Regions from separate parts of the Salmo salar genome. Here region 2 is linked to region 1. A link is a contact called in public Hi-C data. All regions are on one chromosome and are shown on one strand. Each heading gives the region's core, a stretch centred on a gene start, on an enhancer-like site or on the middle of the called end of the contact. The rest is flanking DNA. Distances are from core to core; before and after follow the strand shown.

Evidence for each region. Hi-C and Micro-C count contacts between places; a contact is called where the count stands out from the background.
Region 2: a Hi-C map of muscle shows a contact between it and region 1, with 3 times the contacts expected there. The contact joins the promoter of LOC106607482 here to the promoter of hoxb7ab in region 1.

What each region holds. Positions count from the first base shown.
Region 1 is chrssa06:43,951,831-43,956,225 of Ssal_v3.1, forward strand. hoxb7ab (homeobox protein HoxB7ab) reads left to right here and starts at 1,979. Exons shown (of 2, transcript NM_001141674.1): 1 at 1,979-2,644. The coding sequence starts at 2,233. hoxb8ab (homeobox protein HoxB8ab) reads left to right here. Exons shown (of 2, transcript NM_001139579.1): 2 at 1-561. The coding sequence ends at 258.
Region 2 is chrssa06:44,388,369-44,392,763 of Ssal_v3.1, forward strand. It overlaps LOC106607482 (endoplasmic reticulum membrane sensor NFE2L1), which reads right to left and starts at 2,448. Exons shown (of 6, transcript XM_014204474.2): 1 at 2,078-2,448; 2 at 1-543. The coding sequence starts at 294. It overlaps LOC106607483 (coatomer subunit zeta-1), which reads left to right and starts at 2,671. Exons shown (of 10, transcript XR_006770248.1): 1 at 2,671-2,950.

The DNA of each region.
Region 1 (4,395 bases), core at 729-3,228:
GAGAAAGAGTTCCTATTCAACCCCTACCTGACCCGCAAGCGGCGAATCGAGGTATCGCACGCCCTGGGACTGACCGAGAGACAGGTCAAAATCTGGTTTCAGAACAGGAGGATGAAATGGAAAAAGGAAAACAACAAGGACAAATTCCCCAGCAGTAAGACAGAGCAGGAAGAGATCGAGAAGGAGAAACGACAGAAGGAGCAGGGCGCGGGGACACACTCGTCCGGGGAAGACTGCGACAAAGCCAAGCAAATGTAAGCTATAGGGAGGAGATTAGGGGGTCGAAATCAGCACCGCGGAAAAGGCAGCGAGAACGATAAGGGAAGTGGGGCCAGCATGTGGTTTTGTCTCGGAACATGGCAGTCTCTGGCTAGTCGTTCCAGGTTTGATTCATTCGGTTGGAAAGTCTCCTGACGGTGACAAAGGACAGGACCATTCACATTGTGGTTGTTGGGAGACAAAACGAAACATTTGAACGGGAAATGAAGCATTTGTACTTTTTATCTGATGTTGGAAATTATTATTGTGTTAAAAATAGAGTCCTTTCATTGTGGAACAATTATCGTGAAAAAAACAAACATTTATATTGTTAGAATTTTGTCATTAACAATTATCTTGGCAGCTGTATAGTTTTTAAGTTAAATTGTGCACTTTTTACTGTTCTCACTTCTATGTTATGACGACGTGGCGAATAATGAATTCCAACAACATGAAACTGCCTATTTATGCTGTAGGCTTTCCTATTTTTACACTTGTCCTTCCTTAGTTCGTTTTGATTGATGGTATTTTGTTGTCTTCCTTATTTGGGTAAGCATGCGCACAGTGCAAACATGGAAAAAAATGAATAAAAATACAAATGAAATAAAAAAGGATGTCATGTGACCCCTCGTTTAACCAGAATGTGTACTGTAGGCTACTCGTGAATTAGTTTATGGGGACTTGATGATATGCTTTATTGTTCTTCATCACTTTGTTCTATTGTCTGAACCTGGAAGCGGCGGAAGACAGAGGACACAATAAAGAGAATCTGTGACATCGTTGCTGCTTCATTTCCTCTCAAGGTGTGAATCCCAATAGCCACCGTCACCACACAGACTGACTCAACCAATTAGTAATCTTACCCATATTACACAAGTGCATTAAAACCTTCACCAAACCAATGAGTGTGTATGGCTACTGGGTACTGGGTGCACACACTTCTAACAATGTAGGGATTGACGCGCGGTCAGAATTGTGTCGTACATGTTTATCTCCACACAAGCTCGACATAGATAAGGCCATGGCATGTGGAACCACACTGTAAAGTCTGGCTAAATCATATGACTATTGGCAGTAACAACACCCCCCCCCCTTCAGAAAAAAACGTGAGGATATTTCCCTTCCCATAACAGTCACATTCATGTTGAGTCTTATTCGAGAGGGGGAAAGAAAAAAAAAGGTGCATAAAAGCACCTGTGCGCCAGGTAAATCTTGTCAAACACTGGGAGAGCGTGGTACGTGGCACTAGGCGACTCGAGACAGCTACTGGCCTCCCTGTTCCGTAAAAACAAAAGTGCTTGTGTTGTCCAGAGCTTCTCTGTCGTGCTGGAGATGGAAGCTGTGGAAAGAGGGATGCTCTGAAGCAGAAATTCTCCCAGACAGGGCCGGAGTGGGCCGGTGTGGGCTATACTGGTCCCTGGACAGGGTACAGGCATCGTGCGCAGAGACCACAATAACAGACAGAGGAACTTCCTGAGAGATCCCACCACTGGCAAGGATAAGTAAAATCGATATGGAAACTAATAGGTTTTTCTTATTTGTGTGGTGTCCAACGAGAAGTCGAGGACATTTTAAGATCTGTCTGTATACATTCAGTTGGATATTTGTAAGCATCAGCCCTTTTTATCACTGTGCAAGGCGCTGGGTGATTACATAATATATTCTATTGACTATCGATTTGTTTGTGTTCTAGTTAGTTCCTTGATTGGAGGTAGGCCTACCCTTTGGCTTACAGTGAATAGACTGAAGTATTTTATGTGTATGGTCAGTGGTGCACTATTTTCCACATTAGCTGAGCTGGTTGGAAGCTCTGCTGTTATTGGACGAGTTTGTATCACATGGCCCTCGTCACGTGCCCCCTGAGGAAAAAGGGGTGATTTTTGGTGTAAATCTAGACTGTAATTCTGTAATATATCACAGTACCTCGTAAAACCGACAGTAAAACCTCCCGGCCTACAAATCACCGGTCAAATTATGAGTTCATTGTATTATGCGAACGCTTTGTTTTCCAAATATCAAGCTGCAAGTTCGGTTATTCCAAGTGGGGTCTTTCCCGAGCAAACTTCTTGCGCCTTTGCGTCCAGTTCACCGGGAGCCAGCAGTTATGTCTCGGGCTCCGGCGGCGCAGGCTTCTCCTCCTCTTCCTCCACACTGTCGGGACTGTACAATAACGCAGGGAACATGCCCACCCAAACGCGCAGCATGTATCCCTCTGCGTACGGGCTGGGCACCGGCTCTCTGAACATGCACTGCTCCCACTTTGAACACCCCAACCTCTCCATGATTTGCTCCGGTGGTGACCCGTCCAAGGTGTCCAACTGCGGTAAGGCGGAGCAGAGACAGAACGAAGACAGTTTACGGATCTACCCCTGGATGAGAAGCTCAGGTATGTGAGTTTAAAATGTATGTTTTCAAAAAAAGAGGAGGGGAGAAAGGAATGGGGCTTTGCTCCGACCTAATAATTCTCGTAAACGGTCTTTAAACAGTGCGGTTGCGAAGTGGTCAGGGCTACTTCCTGAACTATGCTTTACGCCGCTTTGCCTGCGCATCTTTTATTGCTATATGACCTCAATAAAACCATAATTTAAGACATCTGAATATTCATTAGGCGGTATTGTGTTAAAACAGAGAGAGAGGGCGTTGGATTATTTTACACCGTCCTCGGGTGGAAAGAAATAGCCTACATCGGCTATTCCATCGCTTTCTGTTGTTTATGCTGTTTCGATAGGATCTCGTGGTAAACGCACTCTACAACACAGCATAATATCCAGATGCCTGGTCTCTGCCCCGTGTTCACTGGCTTATATTATTATCGCATAAATGCCTCTGAATGTTGCAAACACTGAAAACACTGTGATGCTAACAGTTGGTTAGCTCTTGGTTTGCGATGTTAGGCTGTGTTGTTTTGTTATAGAAACGCCTTTGTCTGACATTCTGCACTGGCTTGTTGAATAGTTTCAGTGGGTCTTACAGCTGCCTGCAGCCCACACAACAAACAAGTAAGTCTAGTCTGAGAAAATGATGCTTACAAAATAGCAATTCATGTTACGCCAGTGTTTGATTAAGTGTAGTGTCAAATAATGTCATGCGTAAAACGTGTGTGTGTGTGTGTGTGTGTGTGTGTGTGTGTAGATGTGTAAGTGGCTGTGTAGCTGTGGTATGTGTCTCTGCGCGCGCCTGTGCGTTGTGTGCACATTAGGAGGCTGAACAACTACACACCATCAACGAACAAGCACTTTTAGTGCGCGCGGCTCATGTGAAATAGTGGCTGACAACAATTTTGTCTAATAATTTTCAGTAACCTCTCAAGGCCTTGGCTACTATTACCACAAAATTCCTATCAGTCAGTTGTCAATGTAGTGCTCTCTCCTCTTGTTAGCCTCTGGCGTGAAACGAACAACAGCTTCACTAGTTTTGAAACATACGTCCTCATTAGCAGGGCTTTTGACATCTACTAGCAGGCATTCGTTGCCACACGTTTTCTCGTAAATGTATGCTCGTCGTGTAAGTTGTGTGTAAGCTATTCATGTCCTTGTGTGAAATATGCATACTTAAAAAAAAAAATCCTAACGGTAGCGTGCTCCTGCCTGGTATGTCTGTCTCTCTTTGCCAGCCCACCGCTTGCAAATTTGGTTATAGGAGCCAACAACTGACTTTGAAAACCTAATTTAGATTTTCAAGTGTAATTTTATGAGGCTAAGACTATTCATACACAAATAAATATAACAAATCAAGACATTGCTCAAATTGACTAGTAGGTACACTCGGTGATGGACAAGCAGGTAGGCAGTCTATCTCCCTCTCTCTCGCTGTCTCTCGCTGTCTCTCTCCCTCTCTCTCTCTCTCACACACACACACACACACACACACACACACACACACACACACACACACACACACACACACACACACACACACACACACACACACACACACACACACACACAACATATATGTTTTCCACTGACATGCCCACCAGTATGGCATGGCCTAGCAATGAACTTATATAATTGAATTTAGATGAAAGGACATAAAGAGTTGTTTAACTAGACTATTTGAGTGTGATGTTTGAGCCAACAAAGCACATTTTGAAAGGAAATATATGCTCTGGAAATACACCCACTTCTCCATAACAAA
Region 2 (4,395 bases), core at 1,198-3,697, 440 kb after region 1:
GGCATCAGGTTCACGCCGCACCAGCCAGGTTTCTAGCTCCGAGCTGGGCACCCGGAGGCGGTCCAGGGAGCGGACCCAGCCTAGAAGCCTCCGGGCTGTGAAGAAGCCGTCCAGGTCTACACTCTTGGGGTGGAGGTTGTGGAACTGGGTCTGGGTGAGGGCCGAGGTGGGGCCCAGGATCATCTCGTGCGAGGGGGGAAAGTAAGGGCCCACATCTACCCTGATGCCAACCAGGCTAAGCAGGATGGCTACTTGGATCAAGCCCTCTGTAAAATATTTCTTCAGACACACCATGTCTTGTCTTCAGAGTTTACAGGGTGAGTGCAAGAAATGAGGGAAAGGGAATGGAGACGCGGTGGGTGGAAAAATGCCAAGTGTAAGCCTCAGAAGACTTATTGTCTGTTGATGGGTTATCTATAGCTTCAAGTCAATGTAATAAAGAGGCAAAATAAAGCTATTTTGGATACACTAAAATAGACACTATGGTGAGATAAAAAAAGTGATGTATCCTCTCCTCTTCACTCTTCCAAATATCGTTAAATCCTATACGGACAAACACAACATGAAAGAATAAAGTTAGATAATACAATTAATTGATTAGTTATTTCAAAAGAATATCACATTGAAAAGACCATTCATAAAATAAAAAGTAGTGAATCCAACGTAATTGATGAAATAGCAGAGGAAAAGGCTGCTGAATTCAACACCATGCTAATAGATCAGGGTCGCTTAGGGCCTAAGGCCACTAGGGGGCCCATAACCCAAAAATAACATGTTTTTTGATTGGTAGTTAGTCTAGCCTGCAATCTAGACTTGTAGTAATCATGGCCGAATACTGACTGGGCACGTGGGCCCTGACCTCCATGGGGCCCACAATGATTTTGTTAGTCATTCTCACTCAGAAATTATATTAATATGCCTAAGTCGTTACAAACTGTGTAGAATTGCATGAATGTGCTTTAAAACTGCAGAAATTTCTCTCCACCCCATGGCAAAATGTGTAGAATTGCAGGAAATTTGCTATAAAACAGATTTTTTTTCTATGCTCCATGGCAAAATGTGTAGAGTTGCGGGAAATTAACTTAAAAACAAATAAATGTATCTCCACTGTCAAGAGGGGGGCCACTAAAATGTTTTGAGCGAGGTGGGGGGCCACCCAACCAAATCTTGCTTCGGTGCCCCAAAAGGCTTAAGTGTGCCCTATATATGATTATTGTATACTTAAGAGTATGACCCAAAGCGAATTTAAAAATATATATTCCTAAAGATAACAAACAGGGGAGTGTTCTTGTTATCAACAGATACCAGATAAATCTCCAGATACTTCACTTCCACGTACTTCCTTCTATTCGTTCTAGAAGTTGTTTGGTACAGTAGTTAGCGCCAGGGCGGGTACTAGACAGACAGTGGTGAATGTTACACCACATTATGTGAATCACACTGTTACCCGGGAAATAACAAGCATATTCTGCCAATCAATGAATAACTTGACAACGCAATACTTCGGTAACTGTAGGCAACTGTTTGTAATGTATTACGCCATGTAAATAAACTGGTGACCAGTGGTATTCTGCTAGATGTTTTTAATAGGCATGTCTATTGCAGTTGTTCCTGCATGAAACATCATGTCTTATGAGGCGACCGTTCAACCAAAGATGGTTTAAATGACTGAATTTGAACCTGTCTGACAGGATGAGCGTTGATAATTTAACCTGTAGGCTTCTTCATCAAAGGGCACTGAACGACCCCTCGAAATCATTAGAAGTTCATTTGAAAATATCTGGAATTATGTATGAACGTCAAGGATCTGAAAACCGTTGACAGTAATTGTTCACCCTCATGCTTCAGAAATGTTCCACTTTTATTGGCAAATAGAAATGGGTCGAGCAACTGAATATCCCATGTAAAACTTATGAACTGTACCATAAACTCCACTTCATCTCAATGTAAGGTATACAATGTGTATAGCCTGTTTACATATTTACTTACAGTAATAACACCCATATTAGGCCTACATAACTGCCAAATAACACAAACAAGTGTCGATAATGTTAGTTTCCTGTTTTGACTCTCTTACCGGACTATGGAGACAGAAGTCAAAAATGGGCACATCAGTGGAAACGCAGCAAGCCCAATCCTTTTGGAAGATTTTGTATTCTGACTCTAAATCAGAGAGGGAAGCATTTTAAACCCTGCTCAGCTCACGGAGCAGTTTGCTGTCCCCTCCCTACATGACGTAAAGGCTACCATTTCACTTTTCTGTTCTTCTATAACTTCGCGGCGTCAAAAACCATACCCCGCATATAGGCTATACCGCCAGTCTATATCAACCCTGCCAAATCAACTGAAGACGCACACACACAGCCACACCGTACGCAGGCTCCAAAGTAGAATATCCTACTGTCTGTCTGTCAGTCCATCCCAATGTGCATTGCTGCCATCTGCCGTGCTAGAATGAACTAGAACAGAAAGACATCCACGCTGGCTAATCCAGACGAGCCTCGCAACATGGTTTGAATAACATATATTTTTTTAAATAAAGTAGGCTATCACTTGTAACAAGAGTAGTTCATTTATGACATATTCTATACACATGAGATTAAAGATACTACTGATAGGATGTATATGCATAATGTCCCATAATTCACTACTTGGCCATATGAAGTGGGTGGTCATCGAAACCTTAGCGGTGTTCATTTTGGAGTAACGCGTAAAAACACCACTATAAGAAACTGACGCCATTGTGGTTCCTAGAGAACAAGGACCTAACATCATTCACCAATTGGAGGGAGCCAACATGGCCGAATGAGGGGCTTGGTTTTGCGGAGCCTCTAGGCCAGCAGAGGATCCGCCCACCCATGAGTCAGAGGATTTTGCGAAGTCTACTAGAATGACAGCTCAAACCTGTCCACGTCAACACCAGAGAACCACTATGGAGATCGCGTCTTTGGTAAGCAATCGGTAGGGATATGGAGCTTTTATATATATTTCTAAACGAGTATTACCTTGCAAATGCATGATTAGGCCTCGTTGGCCATTGCTTGAATAGCGTTCATTGTAGCCATTTGCTGCGTAAAATGTTGTATTCGGTATTTCTGCATCATGCCCAGCCTAAGTGATTTTTTTTGAGGTCTCTGACTGGCTGGATCTAATATTTTCAGGTACGATAGCAGACATTAGGAGGTATTGTATTCTGCGTGACTATCGTTGTAATCTGAATGTATTTGAGTGTAGCGTACTGAAATTCCACTACCAGCAGCAACATGTGTTGCACTTTTCCTCGTCAATGAGCAATTGCTGTTGTACAAACTCGAACAGTTGCCAAATTATCCCAGAGAGAGGGGCATACTGTCTAAAAAGCTACCCCGTGTCACATATCTGAGATTATAACCTACTTTGTTATGATTTACACTTAAATGAATGGCATGAGTTGTCGGCTATCCGTTATACTTTTATTATAACTGTGACATCAGCCTGCCCAAGCATTGAAGGGTGAACAGTGAATATATTGTCTGCCACGTCTACGATATTTGGTTTCAACCGGAGGAGCTGCGTTCCGCAGCATTTTACGCTTACCAAAAACTTGATTCCACAGGTGGGTTTTTCAACTAAATATGCATAGAATAATTTTACACTTTTGAACTAAACTCTAGACAGATGATCATTGCACTAAGATAAATTGTTTGTGTTAGTTTTTTTTTTTTTTTTTACTGTAATTTAAACTTAGACTAAATCAAGCAGCGCTGGACAAGGCCGCTATAACTTTTCGTTGATTAACCAACCTGCCGTAACTGACCCTCGGCCTCAAAATACCTCTCTCTATATACATACATATATATAAAACAATTACTGATATAATTTTATCTGATGTATTGCTCAATGTAAATTGGCAGTGTTTTCTGTTAATAGGCAGAGTCATTATGGCTGCACAGTACAGTGTCAGGATGTGGACATAAGTTATGCACTCTTGATATTGATATTCACTGTGCTTAATGCATAAGACAATGTTGCACAAAGGACCATAGGACTGGTTACCTGCACCTCATTGAACTTTTCAAGGAATTAGTTCCACTTATGGACTGTTTCTAATTGGCACAGACATCTGGATGACTGGTTTGCACTTTCCTCCAATTCATCTCAATTCAAGGTCTAAAGTCCTGAATGTGATGTTCCTGGCCCAAGTTCTGTGATACACTTAGGCTCTGAGTCTGTGGTAGTCAGTGCATAACAGAACTTTGGCCTGGTTCAACCAAGCCACCGTGGGATGGAAAGTACTGAAGGATCTGGAACCATCGACATCTACACTCACATCTCTTTCTGATATTGTCATATTCCTCCATGTTTTTGAATAACGTGACTAGATTTTATTGTCATCACCAATATCATCTTCATCAT